Linked DNA regions of Gossypium hirsutum: region 2 is linked to region 1. A link is a contact called in public Hi-C data. All regions are on one chromosome and are shown on one strand. Each heading gives the region's core, a stretch centred on a gene start, on an enhancer-like site or on the middle of the called end of the contact. The rest is flanking DNA. Distances are from core to core; before and after follow the strand shown. Region 1 has its middle 14 kb from the start of LOC121219056. Region 2 holds the start of LOC107886118 (dnaJ homolog subfamily B member 4).

Region 1 (4,223 bases), core at 1,325-3,824:
TATTCTATGGTTATTAAATTTAGTATTATATTGCTGTCATGATGTTCCCTGGAAATAACATGTTTCACGATGTTAGTGGCCCTGTCCCCAATTCCCATTCCCAAACAACCAATCAAATTCCAAAGGAAATAAAGTGACAGCCCTAGTGCTACATTATCTAAATGTTCCAAATAGGATAAAGGGTTTGCAAACAAAGGCCATTATAAATTTTGAGTATACAAACGAGTTAGACTGATTGTATTTCGATTGTAATATTAAATATTGATATTTGAGCATGTTGGACATTTTTTAAATTAGTTGAATGTTGTATGTTAAGGGTGAATGTCCTTCATGCTACTTTAGAGGCATGCACTTTGACCAAGGAAAAGAGTGCAGGATTTGTTTCTAAATTTAGCAGGGTACGTCCAAAACCCAGATTATATATATTTCTTACAATTTTACTACAACTGGTTACATATAAAGATGATAAGCAGCAAACAAAAACAAAAACAAAAACAAAAAAAAAAACTAACAATCTGACAACATTCTTTGTCAGTTGCAACATTATTCTAAACTTTCCTCGACTTAAACTTAACTCTTGATTTGAGACAACATGCATCTGACATCTTTGCTGTTTGGTCTCTCCTTTGGATCATCCAAAGTGCAGAAATACGCAATCTTCAAAACCAGAATCATTTGATCTTCAAACCCTTTTCCAATCAGTTTAGGATCTATGGCTGTTGTGGGTTGTCTGAAATCATGATGTTTCTCATCCATTTCACTAAACTCATCTCATCAGTGTGTTGAAAGAACGTATCAGATGGTAGCTTCCCCATCACCAAAACACAAAGTATAACCCCAAAGCTATAAATATCACACTTATCAGTGAACTTAAGTGTTTGATGATATTCAGGTGCGATATACCCCACAGTTCCAGCCAAATTGGAAGTGGTAATATGAGTTTGTGCATCAGGCATTGCTTTTGCAAGCCCGAAATCTGCGATCCTGGCTTCCATTTCATCATCAAGAAGGATGTTCCCTGGTTTCAAATCTCTATGAATGATTCGAGGGCTATGGTGCATGTGAAGATATTCAAGCCCAGCAGCCACTCCTTTTGCTATCCTCTGCCGCGCAAGCCAATCTAGCTCCCTTGTGCCTTCTGATACTTGTTGTAAGATGTCTTGCAAGCTTCCATTCTTCATGAATTCATACACAAGGTAGTGACAGTCGGGTCGAGAAATATGAGCCAACAACGGAAGGAGATTCCTATGTCGAATTTGGCCTACTGTGGTGATCTCTGATTTGATTTGACGCATTTTCTTGTTGAGAAGCTTGCTGTCTTCATCAGTTAACTCAGCTGCATCTTTTGGGGGTTGAATAATTTTCTTAATAGCAATCATTTTGCCATCACTTCCTGGTAATTCAGCTTTATATACTTCTCCACACCCCCCTTTCCCTATGATCTCCAATGAAGCCAACCCATCTTCTTTCTCTAAAAACGATAAATCCTCAGCTTTCTTAATCAATGGACTGAATATGGATGGACCAGGATCTTTAGCAGCTCCTAAAATGGTTGCCAACACCAGTTTAAACATAACAGAGAAGACGAACCCAGATATGCCTCCACCTACAGCTCCAGCAAAGAATCCCAACAGCCATTCCATTGCTTTTTTACTATTATTTTTGTGTCGGTGTTGAGTTACTGGTGATAAGATAGGACCTTCACTGGTTACTGATTTGCTCCCAATTGGTGATGGAGCTTGAGCTCTGCTTCTGCTATTATTTGTTGATTTCCTCTCAGCAAAAGTGTACCGTTTGGGGTACTGAGTTACTGTTGATTCATCAACTTGGCTCATCAATGGAGCTGAACCTTCAAGGAAATTGTTCCCTGAGAAATCAAAGAACCGAAGGTTTCGAAACGAACGTATAGATGATGGGATTTTCCCGGAAAACAGATTGTTGGCAAGGGAAAGATTTTCCAAGTTGGGAAAATACTTCAAGAAGGCCAAGTCACCGGTGAACTCATTGGAAGATAAATCGAGAACTCGGAGACGAACCAAAGAAGACAAATTCGACGGTATCTCGCCGGAAAACATGTTGTTTCGAATGTCGAGGATTTCGAGTTTTTTACAGTGAAAAACTTCATGTGGAACTGGGTTACCAATCCTGTTGTGGGAAACGGAGAGCTCTTTCAGCTCCGACAGCTTCCCAATTGCAGGAGACAGAGACCCATCAAGCATTTGGGATTTAAATACAAGCCTGGTGACTTTAAGGACATAAGTGTTGTCGTCGGCGAGTCTTCTCTCGCAGAAAACGCCGGCGGCTCTGCAAGGATCGGTGGCGGGGAACCGTTGACTGGCGATGCCCAAGTCTTTGAGAAGTGTGGAAAGAGCTTTGGAGTCTGAACGGTCGAGAGTTAGCCTTGAATGGGATATGAAGAAGAGGGAGAGGAGAGTGAGGAAGCGAAGGAAGTGACGACGACGGTGGGGTATTCCGGGAGAGAACGCCATTTAGGGCGGATTAAGGCGGGGTTGGTGGAGGGAGAGAAAAGAAAGGTAGTGGAAGATTATTGGATGCTCATATAGCTGCTATTAAATAATTAAATAATTAATTCCTTGGTTTTTTTTTATAAGTTGATACCGTGTGGAAAAAATGTGTATGTGGAGCCCATTTGAGTTGATTTTTCCCGTAAGCAAACGACGGTGGAGGTACTTATATAATTAATCAGTTTTCCGATTAAAAATTTACTTCATTTTTATTATTCACAATTGATCTAACGACAGGTTAGTTTAATTATTTCATCAGTTTAATAGTAAAAATAAATAAAAATTAATTTACTTTTTAATTTAACACATAAAAATTAATTTATTTAATTTTTAATAATAATTTTACCATCATCCAAACCAATTATTTTATTTATGTTGTTATGTTATAAAAAAAGTTTTTCTTCAGAATTATGTCATAATAAAAGTTACGTGCAATTATAATATTAAATTCAGATTTAGTTATGAATATGCTTTGTGATGTTAATTTGATTGTAGTTATTATTTAAAGTTTGGGTTATCCCATCATGTAAATCATTACTTTATTTTTTATATAAATTTATTTTGTTAAGTTTTATTTCATGTATATATACTTTATATATTTTAATTTAGATTCGAATATATTTTAACCATTAATTTTATTTTATAATTTTCATTTTAATTATTTAGATGTATTATTTATATTATAATTATGTTTATTATAATTTTTTCTTAAAAATAATTTAAAAACAATTATAATACTAATATAAAATAATTTGTAATTTATTATTATTATTTTATTATAATACTAATATATAACATATTTTATCACAGTGCATTAATTTAGATGTATTATTTATATTATAATTATGTTTATTTTATAATTATGTACATTATACCTGATGTATGTGTTTTGTACGTGTTTTCTGACAGTTCAACTGAAAAAGCTTTCAACTGGAAACGTTTTTCTCATGGGTATTTTGTGCTAGGGTTTTGTATTTTCGGGTTAGGGTTTAGGATAGGGTTTAGGGTTTTTGAAATGTTAAATAATTATTATTGTATTAGAAATTTAAAAACCTCATATTTTCATCGAAACTTGAAGTACTTGTTTGGGATGAAATATTAGTTTTTAATTTTTTTCACATTTTTAATACTAGTTTGATCCAATATTTTAGTAAATTATTTATCACAATGCATTAATATTGATGAGATAAGTTTTGAAATATATCTCGGGATATATTGTGGGTTTTTTGTCCCAAGTGAGTGTTGAAATTTGTAGAGAGATAACGCTCTAAGCAGGACACACAATAGTAGTTTTTAAAATTTTGCACATTTTTAATACTAGATTGATTCGATATTTTAGTAAATTATTTATCACAGTGCATTAATATTGACGAGATGAGTTTTGAAAATATATCTCGGGATATATACGATGGTTTTTTTGTCCCAAATGAGGGTTGAAATTTGTAGAGAGATAACGCTCCAAGTAGGACGCACTATCAGCAAAAGTACTGAAAGACCATCCAATTGGAAGCGCTTTCAACTTACATGGCACTGAAAACGCTTCCACTTGGACACACTTTCAATACTTTTGCTGATAGTGTGTCTTGCTTGGAGCGTTATTTTTCTACAAATTTCAACCCTCACTAGCCGGTGGGAATTTTCAGAATCAACTTTGAGCTCGTCCCCTGATCTATAAATGAAACATATTTTAGCCTTAAG
Region 2 (4,130 bases), core at 160-2,659, 310 kb after region 1:
ATCCGCCATGTAATGTCAATGAGAGGATATCATTTACACTTTATCGAGCCATGAATTCCATTGTTGTGGAATAATGCTACATCATGTAGAAATCTTGTACTCAACGTACCAACTTTTGGTTCATTATCTATTTGAACTCAATTTTTGATTTACATCAAAGTATACGAGTCACACATACATAGTCTATCACCCACTTAGGATTAAGGTATATCACACTATGAACGTTATAAGCGAATAAATTCGTAAATGGATCTAGGATCTATTCTACTTGAGTCATGTATAATGTACTTTATTATAGTCAGTCATATCTATGTCTCTATTTTTCAAGAGACATCTGCTTCTATACCTAAGTTAAGATATCTTCCAATTGGACTTGATAGACAACATATTAGTCTTTTATTCGATTTGCTCAATTTTGATTAGACTAAGAATGTATTTAGATGTATAATGTACTTTATTCCAGTCAGTCATATATATGTCTCTATTTTTCAAGAGACATCTGCTTCAATACCTAAGATAAGATATCTCCCAATTGGACTTGGCAGGCAACATATTAATCTTTCAATTGATTTGTTCAATTTTGATTAGACTAAGAATATATTTAGATTATCTATTAATATAAATTGTATTTCTGTATTACGATCCGATCACGTAATTCCATTTAATATTAGTTAAACGTGAGATAATCAATGAGTAAAATAAAGTATTATAATAAAAATTGATTTCGATTACTGAAGGTTTATGGTTTGTCATAAAATATACTTCATTCCCATGAGTAAGGATCAAACCTTGAAACTCCAAGCTTGTGATTATGGGATGAAGTAAACAACCACCACACCACGCCTCATCGTTATGTATAAAATTGGTGATTTTGATTCAAACTCTAAAAAAATCAATAAAGTTAACCTCCAACATTTACAAAATGTCAAATTATAATTTTTAAAAATGGTTGGTCATAAAATATACTTCATTCCCATGAGTAAGGATCAAACCTTAAACCTCTAATCTTGTGATTATGAGATGAAATAAACAACCACCACACTACACCTCATTATTTTATATAAAATTTGTGATTTTAATTCAAACTCCAAAAAATTCAATAAAGTTAACCTCCAACATTTACAAAATGTCAAGTTATATATATTTTTAAAAATTTATAAAATTTAAGATTTTAATATTTTTGAGCAATTTTTAATTATATGTATTTTTTAGACACAATGTCTAAATTACTTATAGCTCCTCCCACCACATAAATAAAAAGATAATGTATTTCTATATACTTAAATTCACATATTCCTATCTTAGGAATAATATAAATACCAATCAAATTACTAATATTTAAAAAAAAAATCGAATCCGTTTAAACTTTTGCATCTAAATATATCAATTGTTTGCCATATCTTAGAAACGTAGTTAGCAGCACGTTATTCGTATAGGCCCCATACCTTTTTGAAGATATCATCTTGTATTATTATATATTACGAAAAGATTCATTTTTTCTTTTTATTTTTTAACCGTCAGATCTTCTTTTCCCTTCACAGCCTTCCCTTCCATAATTCAGTTTCACATTCTCCGTTTCTTCCTCAATATTTTCTTTCTAGCCAAACAAACAGAAGAAAGAAAAAAAAAACACAGAATCATGGGCGTCGATTATTACAATATTCTGAAAGTGAATCGCCACGCCAACGAAGAGGATCTCAAAAAGGCTTACAGGAGGCTGGCCATGATTTGGCACCCCGACAAGAACCCTTCCTACAAAAGACCCGAAGCCGAAGCCAAATTCAAGCTTCTCTCCGAAGCTTACGATGTTCTATCAGATCCGAAGAAACGACAGATCTACGATCTTTACGGTGAGGAGGCTCTCAAATCCGGACAATTCCCGCCTCCTAACCAATCTCACGCTTCCACGTCGGCGTCTTATCCCCGCGGAGCTGGCCATTACTATAACAATAGTAATAATAATCAGAGGCAGCAGCAACCTAATACGGATTCTTTCAGGTTTAAGCCGAGGGATGCAGATGATATATACGAGGAGCTGTTTGGGGCGGAGGCCAATGGTGGAAGAGGAAATAGAGGGTTTAGAGAAGCGCATTTTAGGAATAGTAATGGTTACGGGACTAGTACCACTACTAGTAATGGAGAATTGAGGAAAGCCGCTGCCGTGGAAAATGTGTTGCATTGTAGCTTGGAAGAGCTTTATAAAGGTGCCAAGAAGAAAATGAGGATTGCGAGGAATGTTTTTGACCCTTCTGTCTCAGGGTAAGCTAAGCTTCTTCTTTTTTTCTTTTTTTTAATTTATAAGTCTTTTAACTTTAATGATGGATAAATTGATTTTTGTCTTTTGATATTATTATTTTTTATTGGGATTTATGCCATTGAAAAGACGAGAACTTTGTTTGTTTGATAGTGAAATGTTTGTTGGAGTACAAAGAACCCTTTTGTTGCTTGATGGCAGGCAATGCTATATTTTTAATTGCTTCTTATAAAGATGCAAATGATATATTCTTACTAGAGTTGACTGTTGAGTTTGAGCTACATTCTATTTGGCATCCAATGCTAGTGGTGTGAGTAATTAAGATACTTTTCCTCCAACTAGTAGTTCGCAATTTGAATAGGATGGATTGTTCTACATGATTGTTTTTTCTTTGGATTAAATTTCTTGTTCTTTTTGGTTTTACCTATGGTCAGAAAGTATTTCGAGTTGTTTGCTATGAATACCGGTCAACTGAAGCACTTTCACTTTTACTTAAATGGTTGACTCGAGGAAGGAAAGGTCATCTTCTGTTTTCTTGATGATCATAAGAAGTACCAAACCATAATTTTGTGGAATGTGAGATTAGCAATAGGCAAGCAGAGACTGTTGATTCTGTTAGCATTCCCTAGTCAGGTATTTCAGGTTGGTTAGAGATCATATGTTCAAACATTGCTACCCTCCTACCGTACAGAATAAGTGAATTCCTGTTAAGGGTGATCAACTATTTGAACATCACAGCTTTGAAGATGCTTTGTGAGGGAATCTAGTGATTTTGAGTCACCTAAATCTCCTCAATAATCTCACTTAAAATTTCTGTAAGGTACTTATCTCTTCTAGACTGTAAGACGCATTAGTAAGGACATTTTGTTCTCTGAAGTAAAGATTCTGGGAGTTGGATAATTCTGTTTCATTTTTTGGCAGGAGAATATTCTGGGATAAGAATTGGTTTATACACCCTGTATCATTCCATCTTTAAAGGCATCACCCCCAGTGGGGAATTCTGTTTATGGATCTTGCTAACATGTCATATTGTTCTTCTGGGTTGGCATAAATAATGGTTTCTGTCTTGGATTTTGTAGTTGTTTTGAGGTGGGATCCTTTTATTTGTTTTGGATGTATGGTTAAGTTTTAAAACAAGATTACCCAAGTCAAAGATGACTGTGTTTACTCCTGAAGTAATCTTTCCAAATGTAAGGACTAAATGTTACTGCAAATCTAATTTTCTAAAGTGCCAAATGATGCTAAGATACTCCTCGCTCTTATGAGTTATGAACCAAATATGAGTAACTCCTCCACCTCCAGGTCTTTTCCTTCTCAGAAGCTCCACAAAAAATGTGATTATCTACTTACATTGAGACAATATCTGGTCATGTTGCCGACAGGCTACTGTCTCTTGTGTATTCCCTTCTGAAATCTTGGGCTTTGAGCAAGAAAACATTTTCCCAACTTGGACATTAAACTCCATTCCAGTGAGTTGTAATTTGGTCATTTTAACTAACGCCCTTCCACATATCGTAGAGGTTGATTAGGATCAGTATTATTGTAGATTCGATGCTTCTGTATAGCACATAACAACTTAAGCTGTAACAGTTGAGGAAAAAAAAATGGAAAAGAGAATATAAAGCCCAAAAATGTTGCATTAGATCAACATTATAATTAAGATGAGTAAGAGCTTTGTCTTTAGTTTTACTTTTCCTCTTTAGGTGGATGCATGGTTTATGCCTATGAGAAATGTCTAGTACCTATCTTTCCTTTTTCACTACGGACCTAAGTGATATTCATATCCTTGATATTCCTTTGTGGCCTACTACACCAACATTTGCAGGGAAACAGTAGCTCCTCTTTTAGTGTATGCCATTAGAACATATCTGTTATT

The links. Hi-C and Micro-C count contacts between places; a contact is called where the count stands out from the background.
Region 2: a contact with region 1 is called in a Hi-C map of leaf, with 2.2 times the contacts expected there. The contact joins the promoter of LOC107886118 here to the enhancer-like site in region 1. A contact is called at or near these places in 3 of 34 Hi-C or Micro-C datasets (callus and leaf).

What each region holds. Positions count from the first base shown.
Region 1 is chrA03:16,845,442-16,849,664 of Gossypium_hirsutum_v2.1, forward strand. It overlaps the pseudogene LOC107886053. Among protein-coding and RNA genes, the nearest start is that of LOC121219056, 14 kb to the left of the region's middle. Within about 2 kb of position 2,575, at least 8 of the 9 cell types and tissues checked have an H3K27ac peak or open chromatin away from gene starts, as enhancers often do. A contact at or near this core is called in leaf, where this site is marked.
Region 2 is chrA03:17,154,864-17,158,993 of Gossypium_hirsutum_v2.1, forward strand. LOC107886118 (dnaJ homolog subfamily B member 4) reads left to right here and starts at 1,410. Exons shown (of 2, transcript XM_041096571.1): 1 at 1,410-2,259. The coding sequence starts at 1,640.